Regions from separate parts of the Mus musculus genome. Here region 2 is linked to region 1. The links are chromatin contacts, called in public ChIA-PET maps. All regions are on one chromosome and are shown on one strand. Each heading gives the region's core, a stretch centred on a gene start, on an enhancer-like site or on the middle of the called end of the contact. The rest is flanking DNA. Distances are from core to core; before and after follow the strand shown. Region 1 has its middle 24 kb from the start of Gm31613. Region 2 has its middle 22 kb from the start of 4930478L05Rik.

Evidence for each region. ChIA-PET counts read pairs in DNA pulled down with a chosen protein or histone mark.
Region 2: an RNA polymerase II ChIA-PET map of memory CD8 T cells shows a contact between it and region 1, with 166 read pairs. The contact joins two enhancer-like sites. A contact is called at or near these places in 1 of 15 datasets of contacts at CTCF or cohesin (CD8 T cells), 8 of 484 Hi-C or Micro-C datasets (CD4 T cells, CD8 T cells, Th2 cells and 3 more) and 4 of 115 datasets of contacts at active chromatin or transcription factors (CD8 T cells, effector CD8 T cells, large pre-B cells and 1 more).

The regions. Positions count from the first base shown.
Region 1 is chr16:78,197,410-78,200,478 of GRCm38.p6, forward strand. No RefSeq gene overlaps it. Among named protein-coding and RNA genes, the nearest start is that of Gm31613, 24 kb to the right of the region's middle. Within about 2 kb of position 1,447, at least 56 of the 459 cell types and tissues checked have an H3K27ac peak or open chromatin away from gene starts, as enhancers often do. A contact at or near this core is called in CD8 T cells, Th2 cells, effector CD8 T cells and 1 more, where this site is marked.
Region 2 is chr16:78,536,741-78,540,009 of GRCm38.p6, forward strand. No RefSeq gene overlaps it. Among named protein-coding and RNA genes, the nearest start is that of 4930478L05Rik, 22 kb to the right of the region's middle. Within about 2 kb of position 1,256, at least 33 of the 459 cell types and tissues checked have an H3K27ac peak or open chromatin away from gene starts, as enhancers often do. A contact at or near this core is called in CD8 T cells, Th2 cells, effector CD8 T cells and 1 more, where this site is marked.

The DNA of each region.
Region 1 (3,069 bases), core at 197-2,696:
AAAAAAAAAAAAAAAAAAAACTCCACACATTGTGTTTCCCTAATGCCTTGACCTGAAAAGGGTTTTTCTTCTATAAAACAAGACTATCCAATGTTGCTGAATTAGCTTTTAGAAAACACTGAGTTATTGTGTCCAGCAAACTACAAATCCAGAGCCATCGGTAAGTTTACTTAAAGAATGACAGATCCCATTTAAATACTGTCTCAAAAAAGTTTATAAGCCTTCTCTTGCAGTTGGACGGTTACTTCAACAACGGCCACCAGGGGGTGCTTTGCGTCTTCTATTTTCAATAAACAGCCTGCTGTAGTTAACGGCACCGCACATACAGAGTGACTTAGAACACCTATAACCTGTCCTTTCCACTCTTTGTGTAGGCAAATTAACATGTTCTCATTTTTTATATTAGCCCTCATGTATCTTAAATCAATAAGGGGAAAAAAACTCCCTTCCTGTTTAATTAATACTCACCTATTTATACTCAAATAATCACTTTCTTGGAAATTTTAATTCTGAATGGAACTTTTTTTCTGTTTTCATATTCCCACTGACATGAGAAATGCATGTGTCAAGTATTAAAAGTAATAAATTTTTCAAATCCAAAACAGTCATTCTATATGCCTAAAAGCTTTTAAAGTAAAGCCATGTTTAGTATGCTTACATATGGTTCCCAAACTTTGTACAGGACACACTTATTACACAGCGCACTGTCTTGGACTCTCACACCATAGTCCTGCTTGATTCCCAAGCACCCAAAGTTCTATTTGCTAAGAACTCTTACTTTGAATAATGTAAAGTGTATTTAAGTTCAGACCATCCAATACCTCTTTATATACATAAATGGGGAAATAATTTATCTTTCATTATATCTTACTGGCTCTGTTAATTCTACTTACAAATTGTATTATATGACAGTGTTTGTATGGGATCTGGAAGGATTTCAGCTGAATAGCTTGGATCTCTGATGTGGGTACAGTTACGATTGACTGAGGACATAGATAAGATTTCCCGGAGACTGAGGCAGGCTTCGAAAGATAACTCAGTCCCATGGTGCCTCAGCTCCCTACTTGATGTATGGTTAGATTGGATCACTTTCTCACCACGTGGACTTCTCTAGAAAAGGACTTGCAGGTCCTTAGTTGTAACAGCTCCCAGAGATGAAAGAAAATGGCTCTATGGCTTTCTAGGACTTACCCTTGAAAGTAGCGGCCCCACCCCCACTCCCCAACACTTCTGTCAGATTACATTCCTAAAGTGCTGGTCAGTTGGTTAAGCCCACACCCAAGGAAATGGTTAGACTCTATTTCTAAAGGAAAGATTGTCAAAGAACAGTTGATCGTTTAAAAACCATCACAGTACCAGTCAGGCACCTGTCAAACATCAGAATGAGATTAGCACCGCTGTCATCATTTCCTGACTCTCGGATGTTTTCGTGTGGGCTCTGCTTTCGACCACAACAACCACTGAAAACTTCGCCTCACAGATGTATGTCTTCGGAGAACCCAATGAGGTGCAATTTGCAACCTCCCCTGAACGCGCAGTACCCGTGACGGCCAAGAGATGTCGCTGTTCTCTCTCAAAAAAAAGCCACGTTGCCCACTGAGCTCCCAAAATAACGCCTATGAAACTACTAAGCCATTTGGAAATTGACGTGATCGCCTTTTGCTCAAAGACAAAAAATGAAGGTTGAAAGTTAATGCAGCATTCTGAGGGGGCTACTGGGAATAGAAGGGTGGGGCGGGGCGGAAAGGAACGTAAAGACGATCAACACAAAGTGGGCTGTGAAAACACAGTAATCTGTTACTTGCGGGCTGAGTTTAATGCTACTAATAAGGATTATATTCTCATGAAATTTCGCAGTTACCTAAAATTCTGTTAGATTTTTCTTTTTTCTCTTCCAAAACTGAGAACCCTATGCCAAATCAGGCTTCCGGTTTTTGTAGTAATTTTAAGAACACTCAGTGGCAAATTAAAGTAGTGTTGAGACAGACAGACGTTGAGAGAGAGACAGAGCGAGAGAGCGAGTACCTTCAGCTGGTACTTATCACGAAGCCTGATCTGAATTCAATCCGGGGACACATGACAGGAAGAGAGACTCACACCCCACACCCCACACCCCACACCCCACACCCCATGCACACGAGCACACACAGGTGCGTGTACAGATGCACACATGGAGGCCAGAAGTTGATGGCCAGCGTCTTCCTTGATTGTTTTCCACCTTCTATAAGGAGGCAGAGTTTCTCACTTGAGCCCAGAGTTTGGTGACTGAAGTAATCTACCTAGCTAGCCAGCTTGCTCATTGACACACAAACACCCATGCAGAAGTAAATCAATCAATAAATTAAAAAAATGTAAGAAAGAAATGCGTAGATGATGGATGGGTAGATGGATGGATGGATGGATGGATGGATGGATGGATGGATGGAGAGAGATATAATAGATAGATAGTAGATAGTTGATTAGGAAAATTATAAATGAGGAGGCTGTTTCTATCTGTGGAAACAGAGGAGCCTTCTACCCCTGTCTGCTTTACTTCCTTTTCCTCCAGGGTATCAATATCAACTCTACGCTAGCCTCAAATCCAGAATCTTTCTGCTTCCAAAGTGCTGAGCCCAGCATCAATGTCAACCCCAAAACAGCTGAATATGGAGGAAAAGCCATTCAAGGAGGGGGAAAAAAATAAATCAGTTTAAAACTTTAGCTTTAAAAATTCAGGTGTGAGACTCTGAGTTTGGCCCCTGACTGTGCAAAAAGCTCAAAAGATAAAAATGAAAAGAATCACCAACCAACAAAATTGTGCCTCACTTAATCTTTTTCATAACTTCTCTTTTTCTTTTCTAGCATAAGGCGTTTTAGTGCGGGCTTCGAGCCTCCACCAAATGATCACATGGCCGTTACTTCCTTACTCAGAGAAAGTTAATCTTTAGTAAGAAGGGCAAATATTTGCGGCAGATAAAATGAAACACGTTTCTTTTTGTACTTGCCTGGAACTAATTTCAGTAAGAAAAATTATTTTAAGTTATAAGCTCACAAACACGAAAGGAACAGAGGAAGTGGTTAAAGATTACT
Region 2 (3,269 bases), core at 6-2,505, 340 kb after region 1:
GTGGTGGTGCCATCCCTAGGATGGTGGTCCTGGGTCTTATAAGAAGGCAGACTGAGCAAGAGAGTAAGCAGCCCTCTTCCATGTCCTCTGTATCAGTTCCTGCCCCCAGGTCCCTGCCTTCCATAAGCAATAAAATGTAAGCTAAAGTATAAGATAAGATAAACCCAGTCCTCCCCAAGTTGCTTTTGGTCATACTGTCTTATCACGGAAACAGCAAGCCTAATTAAGACAGTGGCAGGTCTCGAACGCCCCCCTCCTGGTAACCAAGAACGTCTTTAGTGGTCAAAGTGGCATGCACACTACCAGGAGATTTAACTTCTTTAGAAATTCCTGTCACTTTTACTTGACTCAACAAGTAGCCATGTAGTCCTGAGCCACAGTTTACACAAATCCAATGGTCCTTAGCAGTTTACTCTTAGAAAACAATTCCATAAGATTTCTAAGGAGGGGACTGGACCAGAGGCAGGTGTCACACAGCTTCTGTTGCAGGCTGAAGAATTAGTCTTACTAATTGCATTAAGGTGGGAAGAGTTTAAGTTTTGTAAGATCACGTAGAATGCTGGGAAATGAAGCAAGCCAAAAGTAACGAAGTGCTATGTCCAGTCAGATTTATAGCAAGCAATACGGGAGGCCAGTGGCTTATGTCTCATTCTATGCCTAAGGATAATGGATGTTCCTACGGGCAACACTGATGCTCTCTCGGCATGGGAATCCCCTTAGGCAGTAGCACGGCTTCAAAAGCTGCGGCTGGGAAAACCCAGATGCAAAGCAGTCAGGATAGCAAGTATCTAGAGATAAACTTGGTACCCTATGCCACATCCCCCAAATAGCACATCCACAAAATTTTAGTGATATAAAACTGAAACTTCAAGCTGGCAAAAACCTCAGATAGCATTTAGATCAGACTGTAAACATGTAGTCTTTGAACACCTTCTTATTTAGAGTATCATTTACATAAAAAGGGCGTTGCTCTGCCCTCAGGGTCCCTCTTGGTTTTTTTTTTTGTTTGTTTGTTTTTTGTTTTTTGTTTTTGTTTTTATTCACTATGTTTAGAAGTCCTTGCCAGGCTCCAAGACACCTGTAAAGACATCTAGGTTCTAACAGGTCACTGAAGAAATAAGGGAGAACAATTTCAGAGCTAGTTTGAAACGAGGCAGTTCGGACAACCGAGTAAGAACAGAGCTTCTTAGTGAGCTGAGGCTGAGAGAAGTCACGACGAATTTCTTTTAAGTGTGGCTAAACAGTAAAACTTCGCTTGTGGTCTGGTACACTTCCTGGCAACTTTTACAAACTCCACTCTTCATCTCTTTCCTTTCCTGATGTAGTGCTATCACTCAAGAATATTAGGTATTATTAAAGGATTTATTTTTCAGACAGTCTTATGTAGCCGTCTGGCTCCCAACTTGTTAGAAAGCCCAAGGGTGACCTTGAGTTCCTGAGCCTTTAGCCTCCTGAGTGTTAGACCACAGGCATGCACCTCTAAACAGGGTTTAGGGTTAGATTTCTGAGACTTCCCAGGGTGATTCACATTTTCGCAACACATTCAGTGTTTCAATTCTTTGATATTACTTATGGTGTAATCTACTTCTGACCTTTTCCACAACTGTCTGTTTTTCTTAGTTTTAAATTATCACCATATAAGCATCATAAAATGACTTTAAAAGTCACTGATGAAGGACAGGTGGGATGGCTCAGTGGGTAGAGGCAGGTGAACTGACGTCACAAAGCTGTCCCCTGGCCTCCATTGCACACCACAGACAGTGAGATGGTCCTCTTGCAAGTGCTCTTAGCCACGAGCCACCTCTTCACTCCTAATAAAAATTCAATCATGAATGAGAAAAGGCTAATTTAATATTGATTCATTATGCTAACCACAAGGATTTTTGACTAATACACTCTTTCCTTATTTCAAATGTTTTTTAAAAAGCCAACTGAAATATAGGTGTGTTTTATTCATTTTTACAAATTTTTATTTGGTGTATATGAATATTTTGCTTGCTTAGATATCTGCACACCACCTGTGTGTCTGACCCCCATGGAGGACAAAAGAAGGTACTGGATCCGCTGGGAACTGCAGGTTCAGTTATTAGCAGCCCTGGGGACTCTGGGACTTGAACCTGTGTCCTCTGGGAGAACAGTCAGGGCTCTTAACCAGAGCCATCTCTCCAGCCCTCTAAAGTTTTATTCTTAGTAGCTCAACTTGGGGAAAAACAAAAGAAAACAAGCCCCCCCCCCCAAACAAAACAAAACAGTCAAATTCAAATTGTTGAAGCAGCTAACTGGATACAGAGTATTTTAGTTAGGGTTTTACTGCTGTGAACAGACACTATGACCAAGGCAAGTCTTTTTTTTTTAATTTTTTTATTAGATATTTTCTTTATTTACATTTCAAATGCTATCCCAAAAGTTCCCTATACCCTCCCCCTGTCCCGCTCTCCTACCCATCCACTCCCACTTCTTGACCCTGGTGTTCCCCTGTACTGGGGCATATAAAGATTGCAAGACCTAGGGGCCTCTCTTTCCGACTAGGCCATCATGTGCTACATATGCAGCTAGAGACACAAGCTCTGGGGGTACTGGTTAGTTCATATTGTTGTTCCACCTATAGGGTTGCAGACCCCTTCAGCTCCTTGGTTACTTTCTCTAGCTCCTCCATTGGGGGCCCTGTGATCCATCCAATAGCTGACACTGAGCATCCACTTCTGTGTTTACCAGTCACTGGCACATTCAGCAAAATCTTGCTGACGTATGCAATAGTGTCTGCGTTTGGTGGCTGATTATGGGATGGATCCCTGGGGTGGGGTAGTCTCTGGATGGTCCATCCTTTCCTCTTAGCTCCAAACTTTGTCTCTATAACTCCTTCCATGGGTATTTTGTTCCCTATTCTAAGGAGGAATGAAGCATCTACACTTTTGACCAAGGCAAGTCTTATAAAGGACAACATTTAATTGGGGCTGGCTTCCAAGTTCAGAAGTTCAATCCACCATCATCAAGGCAGGAACATGGCAGCATCCAGGCAGGAATGGTGCAGGCAGAGCTGAGAGTTCTACAACTTCATCTGAAGGCTGCTAGTGGAAGACTGGCTTCCAGGTAGCTAGGATCAGGGTCTTAAAGCCCACACCCAGAGACACACCTACTCCAACAAGGCCACACCGCCAAACAGTGCCACTCCCTGGGCCGAGCATATACAATCCATCACACAGCATAAGATTATATAAAAGTTTCAGGGTAGGCAAGCTATATGATTAAAAAGAAGAAAGAAGGAGGAA